Regions from separate parts of the Mus musculus genome. Here all the other regions are linked to region 1. Evidence: chromatin contacts called from public Hi-C and promoter capture Hi-C data. All regions are on one chromosome and are shown on one strand. The core of a region is the stretch at or near the end of the contact, and the rest is flanking DNA. Distances in the headings are between cores, read along the strand shown. Region 1 holds the start of Carmil1 (capping protein regulator and myosin 1 linker 1). Region 2 overlaps Carmil1 (capping protein regulator and myosin 1 linker 1). Region 3 overlaps Carmil1 (capping protein regulator and myosin 1 linker 1).

Evidence for each region. Promoter capture Hi-C pulls out the DNA fragments that hold promoters and counts their contacts. A called contact is a pair of places that touch in the nucleus more often than the background predicts.
Region 2: a contact with region 1 is called in a Hi-C map of cerebral cortex, with 2.1 times the contacts expected there. The contact joins the enhancer-like site here to the promoter of Carmil1 in region 1. A contact is called at or near these places in 2 of 39 promoter capture datasets (the HPC-7 cell line and hematopoietic stem and progenitor cells), 1 of 15 datasets of contacts at CTCF or cohesin (the NIH/3T3 cell line), 7 of 484 Hi-C or Micro-C datasets (the G1E-ER4 cell line, cerebral cortex, embryonic stem cells and 4 more), 5 of 115 datasets of contacts at active chromatin or transcription factors (astrocytes, embryonic forebrain, embryonic stem cells and 1 more) and 2 of 9 other capture datasets (adipose tissue and liver).
Region 3: a promoter capture Hi-C map of trophoblast stem cells shows a contact between it and region 1, with 2.1 times the contacts expected there. The contact joins the enhancer-like site here to the promoter of Carmil1 in region 1. A contact is called at or near these places in 8 of 39 promoter capture datasets (3T3-L1-derived adipocytes, the C10 cell line, cranial neural crest and 5 more), 1 of 15 datasets of contacts at CTCF or cohesin (the NIH/3T3 cell line), 2 of 484 Hi-C or Micro-C datasets (B cells and conventional dendritic cells), 9 of 115 datasets of contacts at active chromatin or transcription factors (the NIH/3T3 cell line, astrocytes, embryonic limb bud and 6 more) and 3 of 9 other capture datasets (adipose tissue, liver and pancreatic islet).

The regions. Positions count from the first base shown.
Region 1 is chr13:24,279,458-24,282,540 of GRCm38.p6, forward strand. It overlaps Carmil1 (capping protein regulator and myosin 1 linker 1), which reads right to left and starts at 1,333. Exons shown (of 38, transcript NM_026825.3): 1 at 1,104-1,333. The coding sequence starts at 1,143.
Region 2 is chr13:24,198,528-24,201,617 of GRCm38.p6, forward strand. The region is part of intron 2 of Carmil1 (capping protein regulator and myosin 1 linker 1); the gene reads right to left. Among named protein-coding and RNA genes, the nearest start is that of Gm33573, 20 kb to the left of the region's middle. Within about 2 kb of position 1,579, at least 27 of the 459 cell types and tissues checked have an H3K27ac peak or open chromatin away from gene starts, as enhancers often do. A contact at or near this core is called in cerebral cortex, where this site is marked.
Region 3 is chr13:24,163,003-24,166,184 of GRCm38.p6, forward strand. It overlaps Carmil1 (capping protein regulator and myosin 1 linker 1), which reads right to left. Exons shown (of 38, transcript NM_026825.3): 5 at 1,799-1,920. Among named protein-coding and RNA genes, the nearest start is that of Gm33573, 15 kb to the right of the region's middle. Within about 2 kb of position 1,264, at least 4 of the 459 cell types and tissues checked have an H3K27ac peak or open chromatin away from gene starts, as enhancers often do. A contact at or near this core is called in trophoblast stem cells, where this site is marked.

The DNA of each region.
Region 1 (3,083 bases), core at 83-2,582:
GCTTCTTCCCGCCAAGTTTTACCTGCAGAGTGAGCAGCTTTGCGGGGGCACACCATGCCCTCTCAAGTATCAATGCTGGGTGGACAGCAGAGGGGCAAATTCCAGACTATGGTGAATCGGTGAGAACGTTCCCTCCTTGTCAGCGCCCAGGGAATCCAGGGAACATCAAGTGTGTGCCCAGTATTCCTCAGGGAATACCAGTCACTGGAGCTCAAAGTACGTCCATAAAGTCATATTCACCTTAGTGCAAGTCAACGCACTCCACACGAGCATAAGCGCTGGTTTCCAGCGCTCCTAGCCCATTTGTCTTCTGCCATTTAACCTTTCCAGATAAAGCTAAGCTCCAGGACTTAAATTCCAAGCAATGCTCTCTCTGCCCTCTGCTCCAAAAGAAGACACCCCCTCCCCCAATAAGGGCCTCAAGCAAACCAGTCACCTGGCACAGGGTAACACACGTGTTCCCAAAGAGACTGAAGGTGGTCGGCAGGTTAATCATTATTAAAATGAGGCGTTTATCATTAACCCTCCATTTCCTGGACTGAGAAGGCATCGGCCGGGTAACCCTCTAGCTTCCAACTCAATCCTCAAAGCCACGCCTTGTCAGGCTGGGTCCTGACGCTGGACGGGCGCCTCCATCCCTGAGGCCGTCAGTAAGAGGGGCAGCCCCAAACGGGAATTTCCTGGAGGGTGCCTGACATGAGCCCGAGGGAACCTACAGTCGCCAGGCATCCTCCTTGCTAGGCTTTACCAGACTTTCCAGAGTTTGGGACCAGGGAGTTGGCCACTGGAAGGGACGCCCCTCCAGCTCCATCTTCCGCCAACCTGACTCACCTGGTGGGGCTGAGCAGGGAGATCTGCGTGGAGTCCCCCAGGGCTCCAGATTCCTCTCCACTCCTTCTTCTCTCTCTGCACCCAGTTCCTGCGGCCATCGGGCCAGCAAACTTCTAGCCTCTCCCCCCACCCCGCCCCCTCCCCCGGCGACCCTGCCCCACGCCACTTGCGCAGGAGAGCGCGGAGACTGCGAGAGGACGGAGATGGGAAGGGAGGCGGAAAGGAGGTGTGCGCAGAGAAAGATGGCCAGTCGGCCCCCGCGCCAAGCTTACCCATTAACTCCCGGGGGACATCGGAGCTCTCGTCGGTCATGGTTGCCCCACTGGGCGCGGGGAGATCCCGGGTCCCACTCTCTGACTCTCGGCCCCGCGCCCTTCTTCAGACCCTTTAATGTTTCCGCGAGGAAGCCGCAGCTTGCAAGGAAAGAGTGGGCCGGCCGGAGCAGCGGGGCGTTGATCCAAGGTTGCCGCGCGCCCGCAGTACCAAAAAAAAAAAAAAAAAAAAAAAAAAAAAATCCTAAGAGTTGAAAATCCGAGCTGGCTCTGCGGCCGTCGCTACATGCCTCCCTCTCGGCTCGCTGCTTCAGGGGCCGAACGCAAGGCGGCTGCAACACCGGCTTCTTCCCGGGCGGGCGCCGCGCAGCCCGGCCTCTGCGCCGCACCTTGGGCGTAGGTGAAGCGGAAGGCGAGGGTTGGGCCGCCTGGCTGGTCTCGGCCTCCTGCGGGCTGGGCTGGGCAGGGGCGGGCCGGCTCTGCTCTCCTCCTTCCCCTTCTCCCGCTCCTCCTCCTCTCCTTCACCCTCTCCTGCTCCTCCTCCTGGTCCCCCTGCGTCTCCTCCCCGCCTCGCGAGAGCGGCCTCCGCACGGGTCCCCGGCCGGCCTCCGGGCCTGGGCGCACGGTGCCCGGCGCGGGGCACAGCCCGGGGACCGACGCGGTGCTTGGCTGCGGTGGCTGCTGCCTTGACTGCTGCGGCGGCGCCGGGCTCGGCGCCCCTCCTCGCAGCCTCGCTTCGGTGCAGCAGACGCTTGCGTCTGGAGAGGGATAGACCGTGCAGTTGAGAGAGCCCGAGAGCCATCTGCTGGCTGCCAGCGTGGAGGGCCCGGGCTGCGCGAGGGTTTATCCCCCAAATCCAGGCAGGCCAATGGACCCTGAGGCTCAGAGCTGCAGAGCCCCCAGCGCGGAAGCTAGTGCTTTCTGAGATCCTTTCGTGCACTTCTGGATCTCGGGCCCCGCTGAGCCTTGTGTCTTCGCACCCTCATTGTTAATTCCCCATCTATGTTGATTAAGAGCTACATGCAATCAATAGACAACCGTAAGATGGCAAGACAGGGGCCCCTTTGGAAAATGCCTTTTAATGGCGACCCAGTCTCCTTAAGCTTGGGGCAAATCGGAGGACCAGACATGGTTGCCAAAAGCTGGAATATTCCTGCTGCTAAATCTGATTCAATTTTACCCAACCCATCCAACCTTCCCAGAGGAAAGATCTCAGGTTCTGGAGTACTTATGTGCACTTCCATCACCCAAAGAGAATGTCCCTGACTGACCAATCAGGTTCCTGCTTTAAAGGGTTGAAAAGAGGGAGAGGGGAAAAGAGGGGGAAACACTGGCCTCTGGCAGCTTAGGTTCTGTTATTGTAGTTGTATTGGTTGGTGGATGGGTGGGTGGGTTAGTTTTTGAGACAGGGTCTCAATATGTAACCCAGGTTGGCCTGGAACTTGCTAACTAGACCAAGCTTGTCATGTCTACAAAGCAAAGATCTGTCTCCCTCTGCCTTTCAGAGTGCCGGTGTCACAGGGAAACATCTGACTGTTAAGTCTACTATTGGTGGTTTGATTTTTTTTTTCCTTTTTTTTTTTTTTTTTTTTTTAAGTGTCTCACTGGTAGGCTAGGCCACAGTTCTCCTGCCTCGGCCTCCAGGTGCCAGGATCCTGGCATGTGCTATTAGGCTGAGTTGGTAGTCTGGTTTTGAAGACTGCTATGGACCTTGCTTTTCTAAGAACAATGTTTAGTTTCCTCTAGAGTACTGCTGGTTGAGCTCTTTCCTTGGGAAGACTGTAAACAGACACCCTCCTTGCAGGGCTCCAACCACAGAGTTCCGTTTCATCAAAGTCCATCTTGGAGAACCAATGTGGTTACTGGACTTACACAGAACACGGGTGAGGGGTTACTTACTGGAGTGTGGGTGACCCTAAAGCAGTCATGTACCCTTACATGGATGAAGATTTCCTCACAGCTCTACAAATGGAGCCCCAC
Region 2 (3,090 bases), core at 329-2,828, 81 kb before region 1:
AATCCCAATGCCTCCAGGAAGTACTTCCCACCATACCACAGGAAGTGGACCGTACTCCTAGGCCATGAATAGTGTGACAGCTTTCATACCAATGTCACCAGAAAGTCCCTCTCACCATACCACAGGAAGTGGACAGTGTTCCTAGACCATGGATAGTGTGACAGCTGTAATACCAATGTCACCAGAAAGTCCCTCCCACCATACCACAGGAAGTGGATACTCCTGACTCCCTGCGCTGCCCCACCCCCACCCTCACCCCTACTCCATGTCTTAGACACAACCTTGTGGTCTGAAAACACCAAAAAGTCAGGACTTAGCACATTTGCTTTTTTTTGTTCTCAATTCAACAATCACACTAATAACAAGTATTAGCCATTAGGCAATCCCCACATACATTATCTTAATTCTAAAAGCAGTCCTGTGAACAGACAGAATATTCACTAACCAAGAACTGCAAGAAAGGGGTGGGGGGGGAGCTGCAGAATTCCCAGATCTGAGAGTGGGGAACCAGGGTTCCCACCAGTCTTTCTGAGTCCAAGGCTAATTAATACACAGCACACTATCTTGCCCCGAAGGCATACAGTAATGCCTACTTAGTGAACAAAGGCAGACAAACAAACCTGGTTACACTAGCTTCCTTTCATTTTCCCATTTTCTTTTTCTTTTTTTTAAAGATGGGGTTGTGCTATGTGGCTTAATGGGCTCGGAGGCCCACCGGTTGCTCTCAGACTTGTGGGAACGCCTCAACCTCCAAACTACTGTCTGTTGACTATAAGACACATCGTCACATCGGGCTTACACAAGTTACCAAAGAGACAGAAAGACCCCAAGGCATTCCGGAAGCTACACAACTGCATGGGGTAGGGAACTCCTTCAGAGTGGTACCCAAACAAAACAAAACAAACAAACAACAACAAAATGCACGCTGTAATTTCAGTCCCACAAGCAATTGTGCCAGGGAGACAGTTCACAACTATGTCCCATTTTCCTTTACTAGTGAAGCCATCCATGTTTTGACAGTTGACAACTAAATACAGCCTCAAAAATAAACAGTGAGGAAAGGCCAGTCACCTCCAGGCTGATGTGCGTCATAACAACGTTTTCCCACAGAACTGGGAACACAGGGGACGATACAAGAAGCCCCTTCCTTTCCTTCCTTCACCTTCCCCCTCTTGCCCCTAGCTGCAAGAGAGCTGGGGGAGGGGGCAGAAACCGCAGAGTTCCCAGGTCTGATGTAAAAATATTCACATGTCACCGCATGGAGAAGGTCCCCTATTGAGCTAGTTTCCAGTGGTTATATTCCCTGGTGTGTTTTTGTGCCTGCTGTAACAGCGTGCTGAGGGAGGGCTAAGGTAAAGCCCCCTACACCTTTAAGAAGGTGACAAGGAAAACCAGCTCAGCAGAGGAGACACCAGGAACAGAGCCAATGCCTTGACACCTTCTTGGGAAGCAGAAGCATCCAAAATATCAGCTTGGTTCGCATCCAGAGAAAAAAATATACTTCTGCAGCAGGCAGGCTTCCTGCAAGGCCAGGAGGGAGCTTCGACAGCTCTGAGGCGGGGAGAAAAGCCAGCCACTGTAGCTCCATCACAAACAAGGGCCTTTCAGCCTCCCTGCCAAGGTTCCCAAGCCACCGGGAACATCCACACCCAAGTAACTCTGGCACTTCAGAGAGCAGGGGTTTATCCACAGCTGGTGCCCTCCCTAAAAGGGTTTTACTGATGAAAGAAGCTACTATGACCCGAGACCCAGCCCTCCCTGCAGGACATAGTCCACAACTTCTTAGAGACTTCTCTCCATCCACCTCACCTCAATGCTCAGTGAGGAACAGGGGCCTCGAGAGCTGGCAGATGGATAGGAAGGAATGGGCGTGGGCAGCTGTTAACACACACACACACACACACACACACACACACACACACACACAGAGCCTCCAAGGAGGGTACAAATGGATTCCAAGAGAAGCAGCTATGATGATTTCTGAAAGACCTTGGGGAAAAACAAAATCAAAATACAGTGCGACCATCAACTGCAAGGGAGCAAACTCGATGGCTGTGTTGGAAGCAAAGCCACAAGCAGGCAGCTGGACATCGCTCTAATGCTGGCCGTGGCACTGAGCATGCCGTGTGCTGAAACCTAGTTATTCTGAGTTCCCTTCCTGGGACCCATCCCCAAAGCAGGACCCAAGATAGACCAAAGCATCCTGGGCACGGCTCAATGCTAAAGTGTTTGGCTGGCACTAAGAGGTCCTGGGCTCAATCCTCAGCTTTATCAGATAGATGGCAGGTGGGCAGACGATTATAAGGGCAGTCTTAAAGTCAAAATCACAGAGAATAGGGCCACACAGGCTGTTCCTTGTTAACCCTCAGTCAGGGGGAATCAAAGCTGTCCTAACGACCATTTTGTTAAAATGATAACTCTTCTCTGTGGATCAGTAATTCTACCATTCTGTGTATTACACTCGGCAACACAGCATATTTTGTCCAGTTAAATATTTTGATTTAAAAAGAATGAGTCTAGGACAAGTGTAGGTATAAAAACGCTAAGCTAGCTATCATATTAAAGTATATTCAGGATCATTGCAGAGATGCAAACTTCTTAACTCTACACCCTGTTGTGTACAATGGTGCACAACCATAATCCAGCACTTGGGAGGACAACACAAGAAAACCAGGAGTTCAACATGAGCCACAGCTCCTAAGCAAGAATTCTATTTAAAAAAAAAAAAATCCACATCTAGATATTTCAACTATTTCGGAAATGTACCAAGAAAGAACACAAAAGTTAAGTTGTCGGATTTAAACGTTTCCACAGGAAAAACCCAGAACTGTCAGGCCCCCATGTTGTCATTCTCCAGGTGGCATACTCTGAGACACCTTGCTGGGTCTCCCATGTTGACTGTCTGCCCTGGGTTTCATCTGCAAACCCTGATTAGTATGCACGAGGTGTTAGGCAGCCTTGACTACCTGCTCTTGAGTTCTAAGAGTGACATATTGAGCTAATTTAACCCAATGGCTTTGCGATGTTCTCAGCTTCTTTGCAATCGCCTGCTTTGCCAGGGCAGGGAAATGGAAATTATTTCAAGAAATG
Region 3 (3,182 bases), core at 14-2,513, 120 kb before region 1:
AGAAACAGAAGACTGCTTCTGCCTTCATGACCTACTGGAAACAGACTCCCTGCCCCTTGGGTTACCACAGCTCCAGCGTCCAAGACCTGCAGCTGCAGGCAGGGTAACTAGTTCCTACCTCAACCTCTGTCTTGGCTACAAGCAAAGTGACTGGTTCCTGACTCAGCCTCAAAGATTCAACCTATGGTTGCACGTAGGAATTTGTTTCTGCAGGGCACCTACTGTTTCCAGCCCTCTAGATCTGCTGCCTCTGCCCCATTTACCCATAGCTTGTGGAAGCTCTAACACTCCTAACATTTCCTGAATGTTCTTGCTGTAAAGCAAGAATTCAAATCTCTCATTGCTTGGCAACTGGCTTCCTATTAGATTCAGTTATTAATTCTTGGTTAGTAAAGCCCTCCTTTGGTCAACCTTTTCTGTCTGTTCACTTCATTCTTGGACAGAAGGAGGTATGAACCTGGCTGGAAGGTGGGAGAATCAGCTGCCTTTTAGGGTGGCTGGGGACTGCTCCAGAGAAAGTTTCCCTTGCTGTTCCTCTCCACCACTGCGGAGACTCATCCCTCACCTCCCAGACTACCCTGCAGGCCTGTGCCTCTGTAAGCATGTACATTGCCAGCAAGTGCTCTCCTTAAAAGCACTCAAGATCTGAAATACTACAGGCAGGAGGCAGGGACTAATCCCAGCTTCCCTGACCTATCCAGCATGAGGGCAGGCATACAAAGCAAAACTGAGCAAGCACCCATCCTGAGGATGCTTCTAAAAGAAACCACTGGAGGCAGAGGGCCAGGATCCCCATTTAGCTTGTCCATGATAGGAAGAAAACATACCAGAATCTAGTAGGTCCCCTCAGCATAAAGCAATGAATGAATCCCCTAACCTCGATGCCCTCTTTATCCCCTTGCTGTGAAGATTAAGAGATGTGTTTTCCTAAGGTTGGCCTATCTACCTTCATGTTCCAAAAAGGCCAAGAGTTTCCAGAATACCCCTCTCACCACCAGGAACGATGCACCACAAATCACCATACATATTTATGAGGTTTTAGCCTCTCTCAGCACTCCTCATGGTCAACAGGAAGGCATTTCCCACAATCTATGGAACACATCCTCCCACCAGAAAAGCATCCTAAATTGCTGATAGTCTCCTCTCCACCCCACCCCCACTCCCTCACCCCCACAAAACCATCCACGGAGTCTGTTTCCTAAGCCACCATCAATCTTAACATGGTGACTCATGCCTATAATCCTATGGAACTTAATGCAGAAGGATGACTGAGAGTCCTGACCAGCCTTGGGCTAAATAGTAAGATGCCCTCCAATCCCCTTCCTATCCTCCCTGACCCAGAAAAAAGGAGTTAGAGGGGAAAGAAGGAAGAAGTAAAGAGAGGTTACAGGAAGAGGAAGATGAAGTGACAAAGGAGGAGGAACAAGAGGAGGAGCAAGAAATGATGGTGATAATAGTGGAGGAGAGGTGATAGTAGCATGTGGTGGTGGAGGTAATAGAGAGGGAGGTGTCTGTGGTGGTAGAGTGATGGTGGGGGTGCTGCTGTGGTACTGGTGATTGTTACAGTGGTGGTGGCACTGAAGGTCCTGGTGGAGCTGGTCCTGGTGCTGGTGGTAGTGGTGGTGACAATGATGGTGATGGTGGTGGTGATGATTGAGGTACTGGTTGTGGTGGTGGTGGTGGTGGTCTTAAGTGGTCTGAGAGAAGAAGACGTAAAGGGAGAAGGACAAGAGGGAGGTATTTTCACATTTGTGAATCTGATGAAGAACAAAGACTTTGCTGCTCCATAGGAACTCACAGTGGGGAAAGGCCTGGGAATATCCTCCGCAAGCAGGTGCCTATGTGAGCCAGCACTTCACTCACATCCTCTGGGGACACCATCTTCATGGACATGTTACACTTCTCAGTCTCCACAACCATCTGCAAAAACAAACAGCACACTCAACACGGAGCCCGATTTCTTCCCTCTATAACAACAAAGTGATGGGTATAAGAAACATTCCAATGGTGGGAATACACACTGGTCCAGCAACAATGTGTGTTCTCACAAACTAAAACCCTAACCACCATGGAACACAGCTGTATCACTCTTGGGAATACATCTAAAAGATGCTAAGTCAACATACCACATACTTGCACATCCATGTTAGTTGCTGCAATCGTCTCAATAGCCAGGAAATAGAACCAGCTTATTCAGTTAAATTACTTTTAACTGTTAATTTGGCACAGCCTAGAAACACTAAGGAAGAGAATCTTTATTTAAAAATTGAGTGAATCAGACTGGGCTGTGAGGATGTCTGTGGTGGATTGTCTTGATTGTTAACTAATGTGAAAAGAGTCAGCCTACTGTGAGTGGTATCAATCCCTAGGCAGGAATTCCTGAATAAAATACAAATGGATAAGTAGACCCAAGTATAAGCAAGCAAAGATTGATTCGTTTATTCTCTGCTCTTGACAATGAATGTGATCAGGGAACTGATAGGGACCCCAAAGGCCAAACTGATTGCAACAAACCTCCCTGGTGACATCCTCATTCAAGTCTGAAGCTATCCTGAGAAACATCTGCCCAAGCTTGTGTTAGCTTTGAGATAACTGGTTTGTCACTTCTTTTATTTTTTTTAGAGTGTTTTAAAGAGAAGAAATCTTATATTATAAAATGCTTAAATAAAAGTTAATCATCTTTTTTACTAGAAGCAAAGGGAAATTCATAACATTATTAAAAAGTCAACCTGTCTATACAGAGAGAAACTTGCCAGGGACAACACTGAAACCAGCAAAGTAATAAACTCTTCTGCTAGGCTTCATGGCAAAGGGCGAGACTACAGACATTAGAAAGCTGAGATGTATTCTTCACCTGGTCCTGGAAATGAGTTTAAATCCACCTGAAAAGAGAGTGAGGCACGAAGCAGGTGACTTGCTCATGATGGGAATCTTTCTCAAGAAAGTCACTCATCGCTTTCCTAAAAGATGCCATTACCATAACTCTCCAAGTAGCCATTGCAATTCAAAACATCCTAAATATTTGTTCCCTGTTGTCACTTAAATGTATACAAAGGGAAACAGAATTCCATGTGCAATTAGCCAGGGAGAGTAACAAAGCAATGCTTGCAGTATGCTTTAGATTTGTATAGAATTATCTAAGCTGAAAATAAGAATAATCTAAATCAATGTATTTTTGTGAC